2 separate regions of the Sminthopsis crassicaudata genome follow, and region 2 is linked to region 1. The links are chromatin contacts, called in public Hi-C maps. All regions are on one chromosome and are shown on one strand. Each heading gives the region's core, a stretch centred on a gene start, on an enhancer-like site or on the middle of the called end of the contact. The rest is flanking DNA. Distances are from core to core; before and after follow the strand shown. Region 1 holds the start of OLFML2A (olfactomedin like 2A). Region 2 holds the start of WDR38 (WD repeat domain 38).

The links. Hi-C and Micro-C count contacts between places; a contact is called where the count stands out from the background.
Region 2: a contact with region 1 is called in a Hi-C map of hippocampus, with 2.9 times the contacts expected there. The contact joins the promoter of WDR38 here to the promoter of OLFML2A in region 1. A contact is called at or near these places in 2 of 2 Hi-C or Micro-C datasets (fibroblasts and hippocampus).

The regions. Positions count from the first base shown.
Region 1 is chr2:467,148,023-467,152,738 of ASM4859323v1, reverse strand. It overlaps OLFML2A (olfactomedin like 2A), which reads right to left and starts at 2,508. Exons shown (of 8, transcript XM_074293065.1): 1 at 2,332-2,508. The coding sequence starts at 2,400.
Region 2 is chr2:467,322,289-467,327,004 of ASM4859323v1, reverse strand. It overlaps WDR38 (WD repeat domain 38), which reads right to left and starts at 2,527. Exons shown (of 9, transcript XM_074293066.1): 1 at 2,269-2,527. The coding sequence starts at 2,484.

The DNA of each region.
Region 1 (4,716 bases), core at 1,259-3,758:
GTCCAATTCCCTCCTTATGCAGACAAAGAAACAGGTGAAATCACTTGCTAAAGGTCATATCACAACAAATAAATAGCAAAACTGAAGCTGAACCCAGGATTCTTGAATTCTAGCCCCCAGGACTTTCAGGTAGTAAATAAATAGAAAACTTGGGTTTTATTTTTCCCAGCAACTCCAGACTTGGATCATATTAAGCAGAGTGCCCCTTCCTATGGACAGTGAAGATTCCTGTCTTTTAGATGGCAGAAACGTACAACTCCTCAAATGCTCCCTCACCGCAGGAGCTCCAACCACAAAAGTTGTCCACCTGGGATCCGGCTGCTTTGTCTGCAGTTTCTTATGTTTTTTAAACAAGTGATGTTTGGCTAACACAGCAAATTTGTATTTTCATTTTTTCTGCTTTCAATTTAAATTCTTCTGTCATAAACCCACACAGCCTCTTGTTTAGAGAAAACTTAAAGGAGGAAGGAGAAAAAGATAATAAGATGACATGTGATTCCTGCATCTATGACATATAGAAAAGTAAATTAGTGGAAATAGCTGATTCAAGAGATCTGGATATGACCACTAACCAAGGGCAAGATAGAGACTCAATGTTGGGTTTAAAATAGACCCTAGACTATAGACTGCTAGGACAATGAACATTCTAGTCCCTTCCCACTATTTGACATTTGGGAAAACTGAGGCACAGAAGTGAAATAATTTGACCAGGGTCACCTAGAAAGATAATGGTAGATCTGGGCAGGATTCCTCACATACAGAGCCCATGCTTCCCTTGTCCAAATCCAACCAACTTCAGCCTAGCTCCAAGAGCTCCACTTTTTTTCTGCTTGGCTGAGGCAGCCAGAAGTACAGGGACAGGGCAAGAGTCTGAAAAAGACAGATTTAGATTGACATCCAGTAACTTGATCTTTATGACTAGAAGACTTCAGTGAGTGTGGAAACTACTTATTGAAGTTGTTTAAAGGACATTCTTGGTCAGATAAAACCTGGACTGGATGAGTCTTCAAGTCCTTTCCCATCTTAAGATTCTTTGCTACATTGTAGCTCTGTGTGTAATTTGTGATCCCTGTGAAATACTAGATAAATGGTACTTATTATCATTATGTTCTAAGCTCCTTCTCCACTCTTCTACAAATTAAGTGAAATTGCATTTCCAGAGGATCTCAGTAAATCACTTGGCATCTGAGGATCAGAGGAGAGATGTATAAGAAAAAGTACAGGAGACTCCAGTTGCACCAAAAGTCTTTCCCCTCCTCTCCATGCTCAATGGAAAGAGAAGATACGGGGCAGCTAGGTGGTGCAGTGGATAAAGCACCAGCCCTGAAGTCAGGAGGACCGGAGTTCAAATGTGGTCTCAGACACTTAACACTTCCTAGCTGTGTGACCCTGGGCAAGTCACTTAACCCCAATTGCCTCAGCAAAAAAAAAAAGAAAGAAAGGATACTTCCCTACAGGTCACCTCATTGCAGACAGGCATTTGTACCACTTTTTATGTTATACTTTTCTGGTGAAAACCCCACCAGAGACTAGGTGAGCCAGCTGCCACAGGCTGTAGAAGTGTCCCGCCTCCTTTTTCTTTGAGTTCCCAGACGGTATTGGCTCTTATTCCCTTCCCCATGTTCAGTGGGGGGATCCTTCTCCCCTACCCCCTTCCCTCCCACCCTCCCATCGGAGGGCTCGTAGCTAGCGAAAGGTCTGGAGGGACCACAGGACAGAAGAGAGCTGGACAAGACTGGAGAATGCACAATGTTCTAACACAGAGAATATGTGACTAGAAGGGACCTCGGAGGTCATCTGGGACAAGTCTCTCATTTTACAGATTTGAAGGAAAAACACCTGGTCTCAGATGCTGAATCCGCTGTATTATTCACCTAACTTAGTAAGAATTTAAACGGGCTGAGATGCGCGCCAGGCGGGGTGCTGCCGAACGGAGAAGGCACTGCTCAGGATGCCTCCTCCGGGATCCCGTCCCCTCTCCCAGCCCAGCCCGCTCCCCGCCAGAACCCGGCCTTCTTTCCCCACGCCGCACAGCGCCCGGTCCCGTGCCAGCGGTCAGCTTTCCCGGGGGTGGGGGTGGGGAGCGCTTCTAAAGAGAAGAACGGTTCCTGGGCTTTAGCAGAGTGCTGACGGGCCTCAGTTTCCCCACCTTTAAAGCCGGACCAGGATGGGAGGGGGCCTTCCGCCCTCTGACGTTCTAAGTCCTGAGGTAACTGGCCTCGGAAGGTCCCTCCAGCCTGACACTCTAAGGTCCTTCCGAGGACTCCAAAGGTACGCGACGAAGGGGGCGAGGAGGGCATGGGAGGCGCCCCCCAGCTCTTCAGCACCTACCTTGCTGTTGGCCCTCACTGCGGCCACGTATAGCACCAGCGGCAACCACAGCAGTCCGCGTCGGGCCATTGCTCGGGCTGGACAGCTGGACAAGCCAGACGGGCGGCTGGGCCGGGCTCCGCTCGCGCTTAAGTCCCGGAGCTCCCGCCGCTCTCTCAGCACCCCGCCCTCGCCGGCCCGGCTGGTGTAGGGGCCGGCCGGGGGGTGGGGCCGGAGCGGCCCGCCCCACCCCCCCATCCCTTACCCCTGGGATCATGGGCTGGGCTCCGGCCCCCGCCCCGCCCCGCCCATCCCTCCGGCCCCCAACCCTCGGTCCTGGCACTTTCCCACTAGCCTAGTGGCTTGTTTGAATTTACGGCTCCCTTTCCTCAACGGGGCAAGTTTTTTCTTTTCGTTTCGTTTCTTTTTTTAAATTAAAGTGTATTGAGAGCATTTTGTTTGGAGAATTTCACAACCTAGAGATAGCCTTAGACACTGGGAGTGCGATATCAAAACCGAGATGAGGAGGGGTCACTCCTCATTTCTCCTCAGCTTTTTCCTAGCTCTCCTCTTCCTTATTCACCATTCCCGCCCCGCATCCTGACTATTTAACGTACTTCTTCCCTGTTTTTCTCTTTCTAATCCCTCCCTGTACCTCGTCTTTTCCCCCTTACTTCGGTAACGTCTGCCTTTCCTATCTCAGTTTATGTCTCAACTTCTATCTTTTTCTCGCTTTCTTCTTTTTTGCTTGAATTTAACTCAGTGTCTCTCTGTCTCTCTCCCTCCTCCGCCCAGACTAATTGCTTCTCTATTCCGGAGCACAGATTTCTATGCCGCGACCCTCAGTTCTGCTTTCTCTAGCCAAACACGTGGAGCCAACGACGAGCCCGACTCGTTACTACGGGGCTTTTAGCTTACGGTTTCCCGCTCTTTCAAGTCCTGCCCGACTCTTCAGGACCTTATGAGAAAGTGGAGCGGTTTGCCATCTCCTTCCCCAGCTCGTTTTTTGTTAAGGTAAAAAAGGCAAGTGGGGTTCAGTGATTTGCCCAGGGTCACACAGCTTAGTAAATGATTCGGGAAGGTGAGGTCTCTGACTCCAGGCCTGGCACTACCCACTGCACCACCTGGCTCCCGTATTTCCCACTCTAGAGCAATCTTCATTTATTCTTTCATCACACATAGCTTTCCACCGGAAGTAAGAATGTACGCTCCTTGAGGGTAGGCAGTTACTTTGTTCCGTTCCTTCTTATACTTCCAGTCCCCGGCACGGAGCTTTGCATCCAATAGTTATTTTATTATTTACATAACTTAGTAAAAGTTTAAATTGATTGAACTGTGTGCCAGGGTAGTACCAAGCAGGTGGGCTGGAGGGCAAAAGATGTAGATTACACTTCTGGCTCTGCCCTTTACAATTATGTACTTGGATAGAGCACCAGCCTTGAATTCAGGAGGACCTGAGTTCAAATCTGATCTCAGACACTTAACATTTCCTAGCTGTGTGACCCTGGGCAAGTCACTTAACCCCAGCCTCAGGAAACAAACAAACAAACAAACAAAAACAATTATGTATTTTCAGTTAAACCTTTCCTCTTTCTATACAATGGGGTCAAGGATACTGCTCCCGGCTATTGTGAGGTAAATGATTTGTGAATTTTATTCTCTGAGAGAAGACTGGAAAGAAAAAGAAAAAAGAATTACAATAGAAAATGACAAAGTTCACCAATAACTTTCTCAATATCCTTAAGGATATTTCTCCTTTCCCCTTTCCCTCTACTCCATCCTTCAACATCTTCCTCCTAATCTCCCCTCAGCCCCTTCAGTCCAAAAAGAATAAAGCCTCAGAATCTCTGAGCTGGGGCAGTCTTCAGAGGTTAATTGCTTCCCCCTCTCCCCAAGTCTTTTAGAATATGATGGTCTCTTTTAAAATATTTTAGAAAAATGTTTGTAGGAGCTCTTTTTGTAGTGGGAAGAAAGTGGAGCCAATCAGTTGGGGAATGGCTGAATAATTTATGCTATATGAATGTAATGGAATATTATTGTTCTATAAAAAATGGGCTAATTTCAGAAAAGCCTTCCTGGAAAGACTTACATGAATTGATGCTAAGTGAAGTGAGTAGAATCAAGAGAACATTGTACACAGCAACAAGATTATGTGATGATCAATTTGATGGACTTGGCTCTTTTCAACAATGAGATGATTCTAGGAAATTCCAATAGACATGTGATGGAAAGTGCCATCCACATCCAGAGAGAGCTATGGAGCCTGAATGTGGATCAAAGCATAGTATTTTCACCTTTTTTGTTGTTCATTTATTTTTTACTTTCTTGTTTTCTTTTTTTCCTTTTGATCTGATTTTTCTTGTGCAGTCTGATGAATATGGAAATATGTTTAGAAGAATCGCACAG
Region 2 (4,716 bases), core at 1,278-3,777, 170 kb before region 1:
GTGTACTTTATTATCTCTAAGCTAAATTTTAAATTCTTCTGTTTAGCTTTTTTTTTTTTTTTTGGCTGAGGCATCTGGGGTTAAGTGACTTGCCCAGAGTCACACAGCTAGGAAGTGTAAGAGTCTGAGGCCACATTTGAACTCGGGTCCTCCTGAATTCAGGGTGCTCTATCCACTGAGCCATCTAGCTGCTCCTGTTTAGCATTTTTAAAGCCCAAATTTATATTCTCCCATCTTCCCCAATTATTTCACATAGTTCCCCTTTGTTACTCCCCCATTCTTTTCAGTCAATAGCCCTACTTATTCTCCTCACACCTTAGCCATCTATCTTCCCACCCCACTCCCTCTCTTTACCTCTATTTCTTAGAATTTCTCTTCCTTATAGGCCCAGTTTTTGAGACATCTCTTAGTCTCACAAGCCATTCCTGATCTCCCTTGTAACAGATCTCTAGAGCCTTATTATAATGCATATTATTATCTGTTTACATGTTGCATTTTCCTAGTAAAATTTGAGTACTTAGAGATCGGGGATTGCTTTTGTTTTGTCTTTTTTTATCTCTTGCATATTGCTATATAATTGCACATTAATACTGCACATATTAACATATGCTAGTTGCATTATATTGCTTAGAAGGTTAAAAGAAAAAGTCTACTTAAAACAGTTCCATGGAAAATGATAAGAGATAACAGTGATAATTGTTTTTATTTCTATACCAGCTTTATAAAGGTTTACAGGTTTGTTTTCTCACATCAAGTCTGTGAGATAGCTCATGCCAATATCTCTTGACAGCAAAGGACACAGAAAATAAGTGAGTTTGTGAAGTGGCTTGCCCAAGATTACTTAGCTAATAAATTCCAGGATCAGGGTGAAAACACAGGTCTGACCATTTAAATCCAGAGGTCTCTTCATCTTACCCTTATGCTGCTGCTTCCAGGACCCAGGCAAAGAATAATGGATCTAGAAATCACCTGACCTGGATTAGATTTCTAACTGTCCTGTTTCTTACCTGGGATCCACTTCACTCTTATGAGACTCCTTTTTTCATCCTTTGAAATGAGTGTAGACCAAATAATCTCTGCCAAGCTAATCGTCTGACTTTTAAGACATTTCCCATGACATCATCACACTTTGACAAATATACAAATGACTATAATACATAATAACATCAAATAGAATCACAAACATGTAATGTTTGATGTGACATCTGAAAAGACTTGGAAGAAAATCAAGAATACTTCATGAAAGAAAGGGCTTTGAATTGGGGTTTAAAGGAGAGATAGGAATCCAACAGGAAGAGGGGAAAAGAAGACATGGATTAATGAGATAATGTGAGTAGTCACACATAGGGAGAAAGCATTGGGACATTTGCTGTGTGTTAAGGAGTCCAGTTTGGCTGAAGCATACAATGATAGTACAGGGAAAGAAAAAATAAAATATAAAGCCGAAAAGGTGGGAGTAATGTCTGCCTTGAATGCCTAGAGGAAGGATCTGAATTGAGAAAGCCAATAGGAAACTTTGAAAGATTTTAAGCAAAGCAGTGTAATACATATATACATATTTTAATATTGCTGGACTTCAGTTTCCTCCTTTCTAAAATGAAGGGCTATCCTTTTTGATCTGATTTTTCTTGTGCAGCATGATAATTGTGGAAATATGTATAGAAGAATTGCACATATTTAACATATATTGGGGGATTGGAAGGGATAGGGAGAAGGGAGGGAGGAAAAAGAATTTGGAATATAAGGTTTTGCAAGGATGAATGTTGACAATTATCTATACATGTGTTTTGAAAAGAAAAAGCTTTATTTAAAAAAAATAATAAAATGTAGGGCCTGAACTAAATGACCAATAAGGTCTCTTCCAGGTCTATCCTATTAGTTCCTATAGTATTCCACCTAACTCCGAGGTGAGTTGATTAAAAGGGTAGCAACACCATTTTAAGAAGCCATTGCAATCGTCCATCTGGATTGGAATTGTTTTAGAGAGAATAGAGAGGGATCAGACATAATAAGACTGACTCCCTGGGTACATGAAATGAGGAAAAGGGAACTTGTCTGAGATAAACATCAAAGAATCTAATCTGGACTGGATGATTCCCCCAGACTGCATTAGTGAAGTCAGCAGAGGTAGCAAGCTGGGGGGAAATTAGATTGGGGTGCTGGCAGAATGCAGCATCTGGGGAAAGAGGTTGTGGGATGCTCCAGGGCCCAGAAAGGCCCCTCTTCCAACTGACCACAGCTTTGGCCCCCATCCGTACCCCCGCTTACCTCCCCTTTGTGACGACTGAAGTATTTTATACTCCCCACGGTCAAAGGCGCCCAATCCGTTCTAGCTAGTGAGGGCGGGGTCGGAGGGGTCTGGATGGAGGACTCAGATGTGGCTTCAGATCTAGCTTTGTGGGGGCTTCGATCGCGGGGGCCGCGATCCCCGAACCTCCCCCGCACCGCGGGCATCTCTCTTACGGCGACTGCCGACCTGGGCATGCTAGGGCTGTTCTGGGCTAGCAAGGAGAGGGGTGGGGGATGTGTACGCTGGGGTTTCCATGGTGACCGCCCCGCCCGGTTTCCTCCCCTTCGTTGCTCTGCTCCAAAATCCGGCTTAAAGCCACTGGGGGGCGCTGTTAGCATCCCCAAACAGCAGCTATTAAACGCTTAGTGTGTACCGAGAATCCCTGGCAGTACGCGGGAGATGCAGGAGAGCCCAGACTTCGTGAATTTAGGCAATATGGTGCAGTGGAGAATAAAAATATACTGTTGGCTTCGCCACTAAATATGAACTCAGAGCCAGAGCCAGCTTTCCACGGTCCCTTTTTGAGACTGTTTACTCACCTTTTTATTTTTTTTTTAAGGAGAAAAATATAAACCTTATGAGGGGGGTTTAAAAACTATTTGTAGGATCATAGCTGGAAGGGACTTCACAGGTGGGCGAGACTGGAATCAAACCTGTAGTTGCAGAGGCTCATCACAAGTTGTGACATCTTGAACGGACATTGGACTAGACGAAGATGTAATTGAAAAATACCTAACGAAATAGATAAAAATAAAGCAGCAACATACAATAGATTGCAAATGTAAAAATACAATAGGACATAATGTTAATAATATAAGACAAAGAGGTGGCACAGGAAACTCATCCTTCCGAGTTCAAATCTAGCTTCAAACACTTACTAACTATATAACCCTGGGCAAGATTAGCTACCAAACTGTTTGCCTCAGTTTCCTCATCTATAAAATGAGTCTGATAAGGAAAATGGTACTCCAGTATCTTTGCCAAGAAAACCCCGGATAGGGTCACAGTCATGTCTGACTGAACAACAGAATGTGAATGTGAACCTTTATAAGTCAATGTGCAGCCCTTATATACAGGGCAGTGGTCCTCATTTTTATATGTATTTGACTCCATTGATGTAGACCAACTCCTTCATTTTTCTATGAAGGATGAAGGAAACTGAGGCCCAGGAGGATTGAAGGCCAGGAAGGTAATCATCAGAGGAAGGTACTCTGGCTACCTACTTCTAGGTCCTCTGACTCCAGAGGCAGTGATTGATCTGAAAGATTTCATATCTTATCACTCTGGGTACCATATGGAACCTACCATGTTTCCTGAATTGCCAGCGTCCCTGATGGCAAGCCAGTGATTTACCTCTCTGAACTAACAGCCTGGTCCTGGGACAACATACACATGTAGAGTGTCACCAGGCCCACAGCTGAAATTTTTACTTAACCCAGGGCTACCTGCATGTAATGTATCAGAAGAGGCTCTGTGGGAGTCAGATTATGATAAATACAAAACAACTGAGAGCTTGGAGCAGGTAGAAGGGATTGCCACTAGAAAGGGCAAGCAGGGGAGGCTTTTGGGAAACGGGAGCACCTGAGGTTTTCCTAGAAAGAAGATTCAATACACTTGGGAAGAAAAATGTCATTTGCATTCAGAGAGAATTATAATTTTGTGTGATTGTTATTTGTTTGCTTGTTTTTTGTTTTTTTTTCCTCTTCCCTGTCATTTCCCCCCTTTGGTATGATTTTTCTTGTGCATCATGACAAATTTGCAAATATATTTAAAATGATAGCACATATTTAATCTCTATCAGATTGCTTGCTGTCTTGGGGAAAGGGGAGGTGAGGGAGGGAGAGAAATTTGGAACACAAAAGTTTTACAAAAATGAATGTTGAAGGTCATCTAGGTGGTGCAGTGCATAGAGCACCAGCCCTGAAGTCAGGAGGATCTGAGTTCAAATTTGACCTCAGACACATAATACTTCCTGGCTGTGTGACTCTGGGAAAGTCACTTAACCCCAATTGCCTCAGCCAAAAAAAAAAAAAAAAAAAAAAGAATGTTGAAATATAACTTTACAAGTATTTGGAAAAATAATATACTATTTAGAAAATGAAGGCAAGGAGTAGGAGTAGGTATGAGGATGGTCTTTGCAGTACACCACACTATCCTAAAAGCTATTGTCTTTTACTCAGATCTGACTCTTGTGACCCCATTTGGAGTTTTCTTGGCAAAGATAATGGAGGGGTTGGCCATTTCCTTCTCTGTATCATTTTACAGTGAGGAAACTGAGGCAGACAGTTGTAATGATTTGCCCTAGACCATTACAGCCAGGAAGTGTCTGAGGAGGGATTAGAATGCAAGATGAGTATGCATATGGTGCCACCTAGTAAAGCATTTTAAGGCTTGCCCTTGACAATTTTCGATGATTGGTACTAATA